3 separate regions of the Rattus norvegicus genome follow, and regions 2 and 3 are each linked to region 1. A link is a contact called in public Hi-C data. All regions are on one chromosome and are shown on one strand. Each heading gives the region's core, a stretch centred on a gene start, on an enhancer-like site or on the middle of the called end of the contact. The rest is flanking DNA. Distances are from core to core; before and after follow the strand shown. Region 1 holds the start of Rnd3 (Rho family GTPase 3). Region 2 has its middle 240 kb from the start of Rnd3. Region 3 has its middle 140 kb from the start of Rnd3.

Region 1 (4,722 bases), core at 683-3,182:
AATCCAGGATTCACCCAGACATGAGACTTCGTTCTGGGCAGGCAAGTGGGAGCTATGGAGAAATACTAAGTACAGGCAGACACCATTTTCATTTTCTTACCAGTGTCTTCATGAATCCTATTTTAATGAGGATAAAGCTAAGGTTTACAGATATGAATTATTGTTCCAATGTCACTTAGGAAGCTAAGTGACTTAGGGCCTAAATACATTTCCCCACTTTTTTGCCCATTCTTCCTCAACCAAACAAGCATCTTGATGAACATCTCCTGCACTAGTTAGGTTAGGGAAATGCTAGGGTAAACTCTATGAAGTTTACAGAGGACACTTTTCCCTCTCCGACATAACAGCACAACGTAAGACTTTAGGAGACAATGCCCGGACAGTGCTTCCTTTGTGAACTGTGTGAAGAGACGAATAAAGCTCTTCCAAGCAAATTTTGGCAAATGCAGCCATAGGACCTTGGTCAGCCTTTCCCTTTCCATGGTCAACCTGTAGGAAACACACCTGTCCACAAAGATAAAGCCAGGGTTGTCCTTTAGGGGAAGACTCCAAGGTTCTCAGGTCTGAAATAAGATAGCATTCTAGGTCCCCTAGTAATTCGCTACACATTCAGTCCCTATACTTTCCTTAAAGGTGTGTGTGTGTGTGTGTGTGTGTGTGTGTGTGTGTGTGTGTGTGTGTTTAGTATATGTGTGGAAGACAGAGGTTGGCACTAGGTATCTCCCTCAATTTCTCTTTACATTAATTTTGAGTTATGGTCTCTCACTGAATCCTAAGTTCCTCAGTTTGACTGGGTTGGCTGCCTAGCAAGCCCTAGGGATCCTCTGAGTCTGTCAGGAATGCCTCCTTATATGGGTGCTAGGGGTGAAAATCAAGTCGTGCTTGCAGACCAAGCCCTTCACAGACTGAACTATCTTCCCAGACACCGTCACTATAAATTTAATAACTGAAGCCTCCTGGCTATTGGGGTGACAGGCAACAAAGACACTGTTCTCAGAAAACGAGAGAACAAACAGTCTTTATGTTTGTCTCTTGCTGAAAGGGAGACTCGGAACGACTGGAGTACCTGAGTGGAGGAGGGGAGTTCCTGAATTTTCAACTATGGTTATGTGTGCTTTTTAAGACCAATGCCTTGATTCCTGGGCAAAGGAGGGTACAGCTCAAGGGAGCAAAGAACGCTTAGACCCCTGGTTCCAGAGTCCCCACAGTGAAAGTGACAGTTGGGGCAGGGTTTCCAATAGTTTTTGTCATCTAAGGTTTTTCTCTCCCCCTCCCCCATTCACCTTGTCATATTCCCCAGAGCCTTCGGCCCCCTCTGAAGTGGCTGAAAATGACAAGTTTCAAAAGCCAGTCCTCTACAAAGATCAAGGAAAACCAGTTCTGATGTCTAAAATAACCCAGCTATGTACCTGACACAACATTTTTTTAAAAATATTAGGTTTTGGGTTTGGTGCAACAACTTAGTTTAGCCTTTTCCCATCCAAGATTTACTTCTGTTTTATAATTTGATTGGGAAATATTTTTTTAATGTTCACAAATAATGACGAGGCTTCTGGAGACGCGCCCCTTCGAAAGCAATTTGAAAGGAATTCCAGGGCAAATTCAATGTGCACAGATACCCGCTCCCCGTCACCCCGGTCCTGAACAATCTATCCATCAGCAAATCCTGCCTGGCGCCTTCAGGTTATGCCAGAACCTAGGTCTGGAAGCCATCCTGCACGCCACCCTAGAGGGCGCGCTGCTTACACTTTCCGCCAACGAGGCGGTCGCGCTGGCTCCCAGGCTCCATAAAAGGGGAGGAGGCGGATCAGTTTCCTTCTCTCATTGAGAAAGCGGAGCGGATTGGAAGGCTGGGCGTATAAAGCCGCGCAGAGAGCGTGAAACAAAGCAGACCGATCGGAATTGGACTTGGGAAGAGATTCACGGAGTCAGGCAGAAAACTTGTTGGAGAGGAGTAAAGAGCCGCTGCCTCTCCTCCTCCAACTCCGCTGCGCTTAAGGGGTTCCCTCCGGCCTTGCGATTTATTTTTATATCCGCTTTTTATAGAGAGAAGTATATATATTTTTTTCTTCTAAAGAGAAAAATTCCTGTTCCAAGAGAAAATAAGGCAACATCAATGAAGGAGAGAAGAGCCAGCCAGAAATTATCCAGTAAATCTATCATGGATCCTAATCAGAACGTGAAATGCAAGATAGTAGTGGTGGGCGACAGCCAGTGTGGGAAAACCGCGCTGCTCCACGTCTTCGCAAAGGACTGCTTCCCCGAAGTGAGTGTGACCCGTACCTCTTTGAGGGGGGTGGCTGATGGGGTTCCCAGTCTGGGGACAGCGTCGTTTCTCTTGCTTCACTGATTTTCTTCTTGAAAGTCTTTCTCATGCCCAGCCTGTCTCTACCGTCACACTGCTGGGAAGCGAAAGTGTCCTGGAAGCCTCTAGGCTGGAACCCGCCAGCATCCTGGGCTCTTGGCCCCAGAAACTTGCTGGTTTCAGTGTGGGAGGCCGGGTGGGGAGACCTGGGTGACTCTCGGGAGGGGGCTGCGCGTTTACTGTGTAGGGAGTGTGCGGTTGGTTGTTGGTGGAGGTTTTTTAATTGGTGGCTTGGGTGTTTTTCAAGTGTTCGATATGCCGGTCATATTTTTAATAATCTCTTTGCCACCCTTCCTTCCTCTTCTGTCCCTTTCGTTCGTCCAGAATTACGTCCCTACGGTGTTTGAGAATTACACTGCCAGTTTTGAAATCGACACACAAAGAATAGAGTTGAGCCTGTGGGACACTTCAGGTAAGACTCAGCACACCGCGTGGCAGTCTGAACCGGTGCGCCCCTGGGCTCGGGATCCGATGCCCTGTCTGCTATCGTGGCTCCTTGAGGGACTTCCAGTCCCCAAGCCGCGGAAAAATGTTATCCTTTCTGGGCAGGGGCGGCAATGGGGGTGATTGTGGTCTTAGGGACAGGAGGACGCTATATGTCCGGGGTGACCCTGCTGGAGGAGCCTCTGGTGGCCGCATGGCCTTGTTTTGTCCTTCCTTGGGGCAGTGCCGGAGCGAGCCGCCAGGGTGGCTCAGTGCTGGAGCATGCAGAGCACCGTGGAACCCTCCGGCTCGCCCAGGAAGCCCCTCGTGGGTGTTATCAGCCATCTGGTCTCGGGGCAGGGGAGCAGGCTGAGCTGGGAGAAGATCCTCGAAACCCTCGGGTTGCATGCGGGTTCCGGGCTGGGGGAGATGGGTGAATGGCCGGAGCCAGCGCCCGTGACGCCTACTCTCAGGAATGCGCTGGTGGTGCCGGCAGCGGCCACCGCGGGGCCTCCGCCCCCGCAGCCTCAGTGTCACCGGCGCAGAGCGGCTTCTGCGGGCGCCGGGGGATCACTCTGTGCCAGCTCTTCGAACATACATACCACTCCCTACCCCTTTGCCTTTGCCTCTGTCTCGCCCGCCTGCAGGGCCGCAGGCAGCACCCCCTCGCCTTTGACCTTCCTGTCTACTTGAATTATTGACGCCTTGGTGGGTTCTGTCCAGAGGTCTAAGGTTCAAGGCCGGGTTGTTGCCTTCCCATGCGCCCACCCACCAACGTGGCACAGGGTGGTGGGGAGGGCAGATCTCCGCGGGCGGGAAGGCTGTCATCCCCGGCTGAGTTCGGAGCAGGGACAGTGTGGACTGAGGACTGAGCACCCCTTGGTATCCAAGCTCTAGCAAGCCTGGCCAGAGGCTCCTCAGGAGAACGCCTACTGTTAGTGGAGACCATACCTTCTCGAGCGGAGTAGAAGCTACCAATTTGGGAGGGGAAAGGCCGGTGCTGGTGGGGAGCTGGGCTGCCAGACAGATTCAGGCGAAACTGGCGAGGAGGGAGCGCACAAGCGCCAACACGCAGGGTTGCTGTCAGGCGGGGTGGCCCGAGGTGGAGCAGTGCTCAACTGGGAGTGGCCTCGTGGAGCTTCAGCGAGCTTCCCACACCCTGCGCTGGAACCTCTGAGGGACTTGGGGGATTAGACGGTGGGAGGAAGGGGCCAGACTCACAAGGTCTCCAGAGGCAGCCTCCAGCACAAAGGCTAGAAGAAAGACTAGAGGGAACTCTTGCACTGGCGCCTCTCACGGTCGGTGCCAGATGCTCAGACTGCTGCAGTGAGAAGGATGGATCCAGTTTCCCTCTGGAGAGGAGAGTCAAGCTTTTCCTTGAGCTGCGCCAAGGGCGTTTTGTGTTTTTTGTCGTTGAGATTACATACGCAATCTTGATACTATAGAGAAAGTGTTGATGGAATTCTAGTGGCTTATTACTAGTTTCTATCATCAGAATTATTACATAGTCTAGTATTTTATTAGGCTCCGGTTCTCAGACATATTATAGTAATTGTCATGCCGGACAGCTGGTGTGATACCAACAATTAGCACCAGCACCCACCTCTCTCCCACCCAGCCCAGTTTAGATTTATACTCGAGAAGAATTATTTAGGGGTGGAGTGGGGCAGTGGGTCTGATACACTCTTTGATACAAAGCTGTGTTTCAATCTTAGCTCCTGGTTACCGGGGATTTTCTGTGTGCAAATCCTCTACCTCCCTGGGTCTCATTTTCATCATCTGTAAAGAGAGGACAGACCGTTGAGCTGGATAATGTGCAAGGTCTCTCCCAGCTATGGTTCTTGGCTTTAGTGTACTGGACAGGCAGAATTTTTTTGTTTGTTTGTTTCCCAGGATGTTGGTTCCCAGCTCCTGGTCTCAGAGGATCTGGCGTC
Region 2 (4,722 bases), core at 1,596-4,095, 240 kb before region 1:
ATGATAGGACAGAAGGTTGCTCTCTGAAAATTGATATCCAGGCCCTATAGTCAAGGACAACTTCCACCCAGCTCTATGAATGTAGAGAGGTCAAAACTGGCGTAGGCTTGGAGCCTTCGCACACACACATTCTAGTCTCTTCAGCATGAAAAGTACTCTGTAGGCTACATAAAGAGAAGCCTAGACATCAACCCAAACATAAAAAGAACCTCTATAATCTGTCCTGCCTGCAAGATGTGCTAGGGCAATTGTGGGTAGAACTTGCGGAAAGTCAACTAATCTTTGGTTTAACTTGGGACCTACTCCACAAGAGTTCATGCTTGCATAGACAGAAAGTAGAGACAGGATAGCTCAGAGGCAGGATAGCCCCAAACACAACTAGTCTACAAAACAAGCTATGAAATGCTTCCTAGTGATATTCTGCTATGCTCATAGACTGGTGCCCTGTCCAGTCATCATCAGAGTGGTTTCCTCTAGCAGCAGATGGGAACAAGTGGGCACAGAAACCCAAAGCCAGACCTTATGCAGAAAGACTCTAAGTTAGAGGTCTCTATTAGGTCCCTCCCTTTGGAATCCAGAAAAATATGGAGTGGAAAGACTGTAGAAGTTAGAGTGAATGGAGGATACTAGGAGATCATGGTCCACAGAGCTCATATCTGCTCACAAAGACTGAAATGAAATAGTGTGCACAGTGCCTGCAATGGGTCTCCAATAAGCCCTCTACTTATATGTGATGGCTGCTATATGTGTTGGTATTTTGTTAGCAATGGGAACAGTTCTATCTCTGAGTCTTTTGCCTGCTCTCGAGACTCCTTTTCTCCTATTGGGTGGCCTTGTCCAGCCTCCATATAAGGGCTTCTGCCTTGTCTTACTGTATCTTGTTTTGTTGTATTTGGTTGTTCTCTCTTGGAGGCCTGCTCTTGTTTGAAAAGAGGGGAGTGGGAGAAGGGGGAGTGGGTCTTGGGGGAGAGGGGAGATTGGAAGGGAGCTGGGAGGAGTGTAAGGAGGGGAAATCTGTTGTTGGGATATAGAATATAAGTGAAGAATTTATTTTCAATAGAAAAAAGAAAACGGTTACTTTCGCAAAATGTCTTTACAATATGTTCTAAAAAGGATGTAGCAAATAGGACAAATTAGAAATCTGCATTCCTTTCCATACTCTGGCATAAACACACTGTGTGGTCTCACTACATCATTTATACTGCATTCTCTCCATTCCTTAATCTTGTTTCATCTAAAACAGATCCTGACAACCGCTGTGGCTCATGTGACCTAGAAAACAGGAACCCTCCAGCCTTCTGAGAAAATTAACTGGTAGAACTAATCAAAATGTAAATATATATGGCTCTCTGACCAGAAATTCTATTTCTAGACAACTTATTTACTAGATTTGAAGACACTTACACAAGACATTTATCATAAAAATGATAAATGATTTTGGCAGCCATGAACTGAAGATAGTTTGAATTGGTGTCAATATATTGTAGTAAGACAAATTAGGTAATTCATAATATAAAATGACTTGTGCCTTTGGAGAATTGCATAGACCTATGTGACTTAATATGAAAAAGTATCTATGAAGAATTTAGAAAGTAAAAATATAATTTGCAAAGAAGTCATTTTCTACCTGCTATTCAATGTGTGTTTATATATGTGGTGCGTGTGTGTGTGTGTGTGTGTGTGTGTGCTCACGTGCGCGTGTGCATGTTATGTGTGTAATAGACAAGGGACAGTATAAAACAAAATATCCCAAATTGACAGTAGGTAAATCAAAATAGAGAAAATAATTAAACTTTCTCAAAATGTAACTGACCTTTTTGTATATACATTATATGAAATACTTTACATTCAGGAAACAGTATTTATACCAATTTTATTATGAATAATAGTTAAAAACATACAGCAGAAAGGAAATAAATTTTACAGTGTCAGTTGTGTATGTCACTTAGACTCTACCGTAGTGACATTTTATGACTGCTTTATCATGTGTCAGTCCCTACATCTCTCTTTGTATCTCTACCTCATTCCACTTTAGTATTGAGATGTTTCAAATCAAATATCGCATATGTGAGTCCATTTCGTTGCATACACTTCTTTATACTTCTTCATTAAAAATGACATTTTGTCAGAAATTTAAGTAAGACATGTCCTGAAAATAGATTCCATGGGAACTCTGGCCATACCTCCACTCCCTATTCATCTTTCATCATATCTCTTTCCAATTCCTAAACTCACAATAACTTTCTAAGGTTCAAGAAATAACGGTTTCACTCTGTGCTCATAATTTAAAAAGGATCTTGGACAAACTAGGAGAATTAATTTTTTTTGGTTAATGAATAAACACACTTCAGACTTCTTTAGCATACTTTGATAGAAGATGTGGAGTGAAAGCTAGGGAAGTTTTCTTGTTGCTTTGACAAAATATCCAACAAAAGCAATGTAAGGTAAGAAGTGTTTGCTTTGGCTCACAGTTCTTGGTCAGAGAATGATGGTAACAGGAGATAACTGTAGGGGGAGGGGACCTATGGAAGGAAAAGAGATTGAAAAAAGTGTTTCAAAGAGAGAAAAGGGGGAATGGTCTTGACAGAGTGGAGAAGTAATGGAAAGATAAATGCAGAGGCACAGCACAAGCTCTGAAAAAAGCAGTTGCGTCCCCTGAAGAGCATGAAGATTTTTCCACATTAGTGGAACCTTCCTAAGACCATTGACCACGGGCATTATTTCAAGCCAACCTGATCTTGTTGCAGTAAATATTTAAAAAATCTGGTAACCTTTAAACCCACGCTAGTGCCGGCACCTGTGGGGCTGCATGGCACTTCTGGGTATTTTTATCTCTAGTGCTGGCACGCGGGCCACATGGCACTGTGGGGCACCACTATCTCAGCGGCTCCACGCTCTAACCTGGGCGGTCCAAAAGCCATTCAAGCGTGGCACCTTGCCATGCCGCTTTCACTCCCAGTTCCCTCGGCCGGTTGTTACCATGTCAGTCATACACATGCCAATTCTGTGGCAGACCTGGTGCATCCCGCCACAGCCCCTTCTCTTGAACTCTATTAAGTCACCACATGAAAGAACACACCACACAATAACCTCTGTCCCAATTGATAAGATATAATTTGCCCATCTAGACAACACAACATCCTGTACATACCTATCCCTTAAAAATATTCATAACAACTTGTATCTATGCTCAGAGAAGAATCTTAACATCTGCCGCCATGTTCTCCCTACTCCTTCTGTTTGCTCCGGCTCCTCTTTCTAAAACTTTATTTCCGCCCATCCTTCCTTCTTGTCCAATGACAGGCCTGGTTTTCTGCTTTCACCTGCATAATGACATCAACTTACATGATCTGGATAATTCCTCCTTGAGATTCCCTTCCCCAGGTAATTGTACATGGTAAACAGGACTGACTACATCCTTGTGCTCAGCTTACCTTTTCTCCTTTAAATATAGCCCAGAATGGCAAGCTCCTCACAATGGGCAGGTCTCCCTACTTCAATTTTTACAATCAAGACAATTCCTACAGGAATGGCCATAGGCCAGTCTGATCTAGATAATTTCCCCTAGAGATTCTCTTCCCAGTGATAGACTGAGTCAAACTGACAATTAAAGAGAACCATCAGAGCCTCTACAATCACAGCTTCCATAAAATGTAGCAGTGGACTAAGACAACAACAATGGTTCAAGGACCTGGTACTCTGGTCACTGAGAGTTTAGAGTCCAGTTGAACAGCTGATTTTGCAGCTTGAGTTCAGTCAGATTCAAGCAACAACAGATTATAGATATTGGAAAAATATAAAGCTGTTTGTGATGCATAAACATTTCTTTGTGATTTTTTCCTAAACAATAAAGTACAGCATAGCATTTGCACACAGTAAGCATCATAATTCATTTATAGAAGATTATATGGGAGGATACATCTAGATTACATGCAAAGGTCGTTCACTTTATGTAAGGAGCTTCAACATCTGCAGTTTGGATTCTATGGGACATAGAGGGTAGGGCCAAATCCAAACCCAGCAGAAACTAAGGGACGGGGTAATTTTTACAGAGATTAATAAATATTATTTATAATTCACTACAATTTCTATTTAAAATCCTTACCCTTCTAAGGCATAGAAAATGTGAACTTAGTTGACCATTTACCTGTTTTTCTCCTGGAATGTGTAACATCCCACTTGTGCTTTGCTTTGTCAAGAAGAACCATTAGTGAGATAGCTTTGGCTTGTTTTCAGAACTTCTTCTAATTTGGAAGCTTTCTTGCTTCACCTGAATCAGATGCAGGGAAGGGAGCTCTGTCTGCTAGGCATGGTGCTGAGCATAATTGCCCTGCCCCGCTGTTTCCTCTTGCAGCCAACTCTCTTCTCTTGACTTGCTCTTGGGCATCACTCATGGATCCTGGAGTTCTTTGTTCTCTGGAACTGTGATGTGAATGTTCTCATCTACCAGGCACACGGCTCCTGCTTCTGCTCTTGAGATATTGTTCCTCTCCCCTGGGTGCCCTTTCAGATGACTTGCACACACTATGCACTTAGTACTTGCTGCAGTTTGAATGAGAGATGTTCTCCCATCGTCTTGGGCAGCTGAATACTTGGTCCCTAGTTGACGTCATTGCTTGGGAAGGTTTAGGTGGTACAGCCCTTAATGGAGGAAGTGTGGACTTTATGGTTTAAGATCTTCATTTACTTAAAGGTTGCTCTCTCTGCTTAAGGTTTACTATT
Region 3 (4,722 bases), core at 1,178-3,677, 140 kb before region 1:
CACCCCTTAAAAGCTGATTGAGTGGTGCGTATAGTCATTTGTTTCTAATCTCCATTATAGAAGATCCTATTCAGAGAACCAAATTTAATAAATGTTCAAAGAGAAATATTCAGTGTTATATAACTCTTTTATTGGTCCTTGGTATTTTCTTCTACAATGTAAACAGTGTTTAGTTCATGTGTGCAGGCAACCTGAAAAAATAAAAAACTTGGCCCACCCTCCAATTCATCTCAGGTTACATTTAAGATAGTATTGCTCTAAATCAAACACTAATTTATAATTCTATCATAGTTAGCTTACACTGTCAGTGTGACACACCTAGGAAGAAGGACACTTGACTGGGAAATTACCTTCATTAGATTGGCCTGTAGGCATGTTTTGGGGGACTTTTCTTAATTTCTAATCAATGGAGGAAGGTTCAACTTCCTATATTAATCAAGGGTGATACCACCCTTGCACAGGAGGTCCTGCGTTTTAGAAGAAAGCAGGCTGAGTCCTTCACCATGGGATTAAGCCAGTAAGCAGTGTTCCTACATGATCTCTGCTTCAGTTATGGCTCTGGGTTCCTGCACTGACTGAGATTTCGTCATGACTTCTCTTTTAAATGGAAACCAAATACATTCTTTTGTCTCCAAGGTGCTTTGGGGAATGGCGTTTATCACAGTCATAGAAAGCAATCTAAGGCAACCTCACCATCTGTCTCACCAGTGCATCTTTTACATTTCCTTTCCTCTATCAACTCTGAAAATTACAGCAGCCCTGACAAGGTTGGTTTCCAAAAGCTCATGGTTATAAAACCCCAGGAAGTATGTAAGTCTTCCCGAAGATGTAACACAAGACAAAATTGTTAAAATACCTACCATAAAACGTAATGGTTAGTTGAAAACACAGTCTTGTCTTGCTTTCCTTGGCCTGGGAATCAGTGAGAGAATTGTGGCACCCTATACAGTGTGATCTGTATGTATGTTTTCAGGGCTGACCATTTGGTATTGGTGTGCTCTCCTGAGGAAGACTGGCTCTCCCACTGCCAGCATTCCTTAGTTGTCTATAGTTCTTCGTGTGGGCTTGACATCTTTGGGTCTTTACACCTTTCTACTTTGGCGTGCCTATTGTTGTTCTTGTTCCGCTCAAGTTTATAAAGGCTGCCATGCTGATGAAACTTTATGGTCATAGCTTCTGACATGCCTGGGAGACACAACCTCACAGCAAACTCCCTGTTCCTCTGGTTCCTACAATATTTCCACCCTCTCTACTATAATGAGAGGCCTTAGATGCAGAAGTTGCACTATAATGTAACCTCAAGAACTCGACTCCATACCTTTGTAAGTTGATTAGTTTTGGTTTTCTGTAATGGTCTCAGTCTGTTGCAAAGAGAAGGTCTCTTGATGAGGCACAAGGGATAGACTTACCTGTTGATATTAGGAGAAATGTTTGAGTATAGTTAAGAACTGTCCTGGCTTAGTAAGTTAGTGGTTGAATAGTAACCTAGTAGCCATGACTTTACTAGCACTGAGTAATTAGCTTGGTTTCTAGTGCTAGGCTTGGTTTACCTATTGTTGAACAGATCTTAAGTCCAATTAGAGAGCTGTTGGTTACTGCCAAGGTGTGTGTGCCACTACTGCGCCCTTGTAGTTATTTCCCTATGTTGGCACCCTTTGTTACCATGAAAACTGGCTCTTGGGGAGGAGACATTGACAAAAACTCGAAAGAACTTCTCATGCCTGGTGTTGGGAGTTTTGTTAGATGGTCTTTGGCTCTTGGAGGGAGCTTTTTTGGGCAGATGACAAAATCTCATTTAAAGTATATATGTATATTGTTACAAAGACTTACATATCTTATAAGGTTTTAATATTTAGATAGGTAACAGTATGATTTAGTATGACCTTTTCAGATGTTTGCCCGCCTGTATTTATTTCCCTTCCCCTCTCTAATTAGAGGCCCCTGACAATTCCCTGGCTAGATCAGGTGTTCCTGCCATTCTCCTCTCTATTGCTCCTCCACCCTTTAACCACACTCTATGTGTCTGTCTTCTCTGCTTTCCAATAGTTCTTTCTTCCCCCGCCCCTTTCTTGTTTGCTTTCCTATAACTGGAATTAACTGTGTGTTTGAGTTTTTTGTTGTTGTTGTTGTTGTTGTTGTTGTTGTTTATTTAACCTGGGGAAAATGTAAGCTAAGAAGATGCCAGGAAAAAGAATACCTTAAATTCAGCATAAATGAGAGTTGTAAGCATTGACAGGGTATTAAATGAGATATTCCATCACTAGATTTTCTCAAATACACTAGGTAGGAAAGTGGGGTTGTGTAGGTTTCAGGGGGGACTGTTGTAGCTGCCTTTTGTGGACTGCAGGGTTCCAGAGCTCACAGAAGACTTCTGCTGGCCAGTTCACCACAGCGTCTGGGTGTGCGCCATTAGCTCTGCTGTAAGGAATGCCGCTTGCTCTCTGAGTGTGCTATGAGGCAGAACAATAGGGCACTCTCCTCGGGAAGAGCTTCCGATTCCTCCAAAGTTCACTCAAAGCCCCCATTTTTTTCCTCTCTGAATAATGTATGAGCTTGATTCACCCATGTGCTGCTAATCTAGCATGGCAGAAACTTCCAGCCATTTCTGCCTTGTCTGATGTCACTGAAAAAAACCTCACCAGTTTAAACAGGAAGACTGTGTGATCCGATTTTGGCAGAGTGTTGTGATGAAAAGGCAGGTGAGGGAGAAGCCCAGAGGGATGCGTGTGGGCAGGCCAAGTGGGCAGTTTTGAGTTTGTAAGTCTTCTTACAGGGCAGGGACTCCTGATAGAGGGGAAACCTGGCTCGTCTGGCACCACAGTAAGCAAGCATTTTGTTATGGAACCCCTCCCGGCCCACATTAGTCCCTTTCATAATTTAGGGCACTAACAGATATCAGCTCTTTAGCCCTGTTGTTACAAGATGACTTAATAATAATAACCTATATGTCACTCCTGAGACAACAGTAGGAAACATATTCTCTCACAGTTCTAAAGGCCAACCCTAAAAGAAAATGAATAGCAGTCCCAAGCTTCTAGGCACAGCACTCTTCTTGTCTGTTTGAGTTGTTGAAGGCTTGACTCTACTTCAGTCTTCATGTGGCTTCCTTTCCAGTATGTCTTTATGTCCTTTTTTAATGTCAACACTCACTCCTTGGATTCACAGCCCACTTGAATCCTGCATGACCTCATCTTAACTAATTATACTTATTTCTAAATAAGGTTACCTTCTGAAACTCAAGGATGACTTAAATTTGGAGAGACGTCATTCAATCCAGGATAGCCTAAAAGAGTATAACACGACCCTCACTTTACAGATGTCTAGGCTTGTTTCTAGATCTGAGAAATAATGCTTGACGCCTATTGTTCAAGAGAAGGACAAAAAGGAAGTCTCAGAGGAACACCTTCCACTCACTCAGGTGGAGGATGAGGTTACCATGGCTACACAATTGCAAGCATCCTACAGAGGATGGCACCCCTCCAGATCACCCTTCAAAACACTCTCCTCAAAACTCTTCACTTAGCTTTTCCTCTGAAGCTGTATTGTCCAGAGGAGAAACCCTGCCATTCAAATAGATTTTTATGGATTTGGTTCATCTTCAAATTCTGTAAGGTCACTGTCTCAGGATCTGTAGGTCAGGGAGACAGAATCAGACATTGGAGAATCATTAAAATCTCAGGTATTAGAAGGAAACTGAGAGACAAATCAGGCACTTCTATATGAAAATGGTACTTTCAGTTTAGTGCTTAGCTTCTCAACACCGTACGCAAGAATGTCTGAGAATAAAACCCTGAATATTTGCCTAGTGAATTTCTGCAAGTTAGAGAAGCGATGAAAGAGTTGCTAAGAGTGCTTTCTGTTCTGCTGTGGGATTAGAAAATCCAACATCCTCTCCTGGCCTGAATGTGTAATGGGTATGGTCTCTCTCTCTCTCTCTCTCTCTCTCTCTCTCTCTCTCTCTCTCTCTCTCTCATACACACATACACACACACACACACACACACACACACACACACATAGACACACACATACGCGAGACAGAGACAGAGACAAAGAGACAGAAAGTGATATACACACATAAAAATAAAAATGAGATGAATTTTTGAGAAGCATATTGTTGGAGATGCTCCTAACAAGGCACGCCCAGTGTACTTCCCACATACTGATCTGACAGAATACAAATTCAGTGATTTAGAAGCAATAGAAGTTTATTTAGGGACTTTGTAGCCCAAGATTAAGGGTCTATATGTGATGAGTGTTCTTGTTGAAGCTTAACATGGTGAAAAGCAACTCAGGAGAAAGAAAGACAGTTCATCCCTTTTTTGGGGAGAACTCAGACCCATTTCTTTACACATGCGAGACAAGTGCTCAACCACTGACCTACACCTCAACCCAGTCCTTTCACTGGGCATTCGCTTCTGAGATAACTACTACAGTCTAATGATATTGAAATTAATCCATTCTCTGGGATTAGGCCCTCTGTTTTCAAAGATTGCATCTCAACCTTGATTCATTGGGGAGAATAAATTTCCAACACATGAACGTTGGGAGTACTTTCAAACCACAGTGCTCCGTGGTAATTTTGTCTCAAGCTCTCCATGAAGCTCAATGTGACCTCTTTTTACAACCTCAACTTGCCTGTAGTTTCTCGTCTCTGTGCTGTCATTTGCTTGTTTTCACCCTGCTTGGCTTTGATAAGCCATCTGAGGGTGGAAGAATGTG

Evidence for each region. Hi-C and Micro-C count contacts between places; a contact is called where the count stands out from the background.
Region 2: a Hi-C map of liver shows a contact between it and region 1, with 2.5 times the contacts expected there. The contact joins the enhancer-like site here to the promoter of Rnd3 in region 1. A contact is called at or near these places in 2 of 12 Hi-C or Micro-C datasets (kidney and liver).
Region 3: a contact with region 1 is called in a Hi-C map of Schwann cells, with 8 times the contacts expected there. The contact joins the enhancer-like site here to the promoter of Rnd3 in region 1. A contact is called at or near these places in 3 of 12 Hi-C or Micro-C datasets (Schwann cells, mammary epithelial cells and psoas muscle).

The regions. Positions count from the first base shown.
Region 1 is chr3:55,995,704-56,000,425 of GRCr8, reverse strand. It overlaps Rnd3 (Rho family GTPase 3), which reads left to right and starts at 1,932. Exons shown (of 5, transcript NM_001007641.2): 1 at 1,932-2,266; 2 at 2,690-2,777. The coding sequence starts at 2,117.
Region 2 is chr3:56,238,929-56,243,650 of GRCr8, reverse strand. No RefSeq gene overlaps it. Among named protein-coding and RNA genes, the nearest start is that of Rnd3, 240 kb to the right of the region's middle. Within about 2 kb of position 2,845, at least 2 of the 93 cell types and tissues checked have an H3K27ac peak or open chromatin away from gene starts, as enhancers often do. A contact at or near this core is called in liver, where this site is marked.
Region 3 is chr3:56,133,361-56,138,082 of GRCr8, reverse strand. No RefSeq gene overlaps it. Among named protein-coding and RNA genes, the nearest start is that of Rnd3, 140 kb to the right of the region's middle. Within about 2 kb of position 2,427, at least 6 of the 93 cell types and tissues checked have an H3K27ac peak or open chromatin away from gene starts, as enhancers often do. A contact at or near this core is called in Schwann cells, where this site is marked.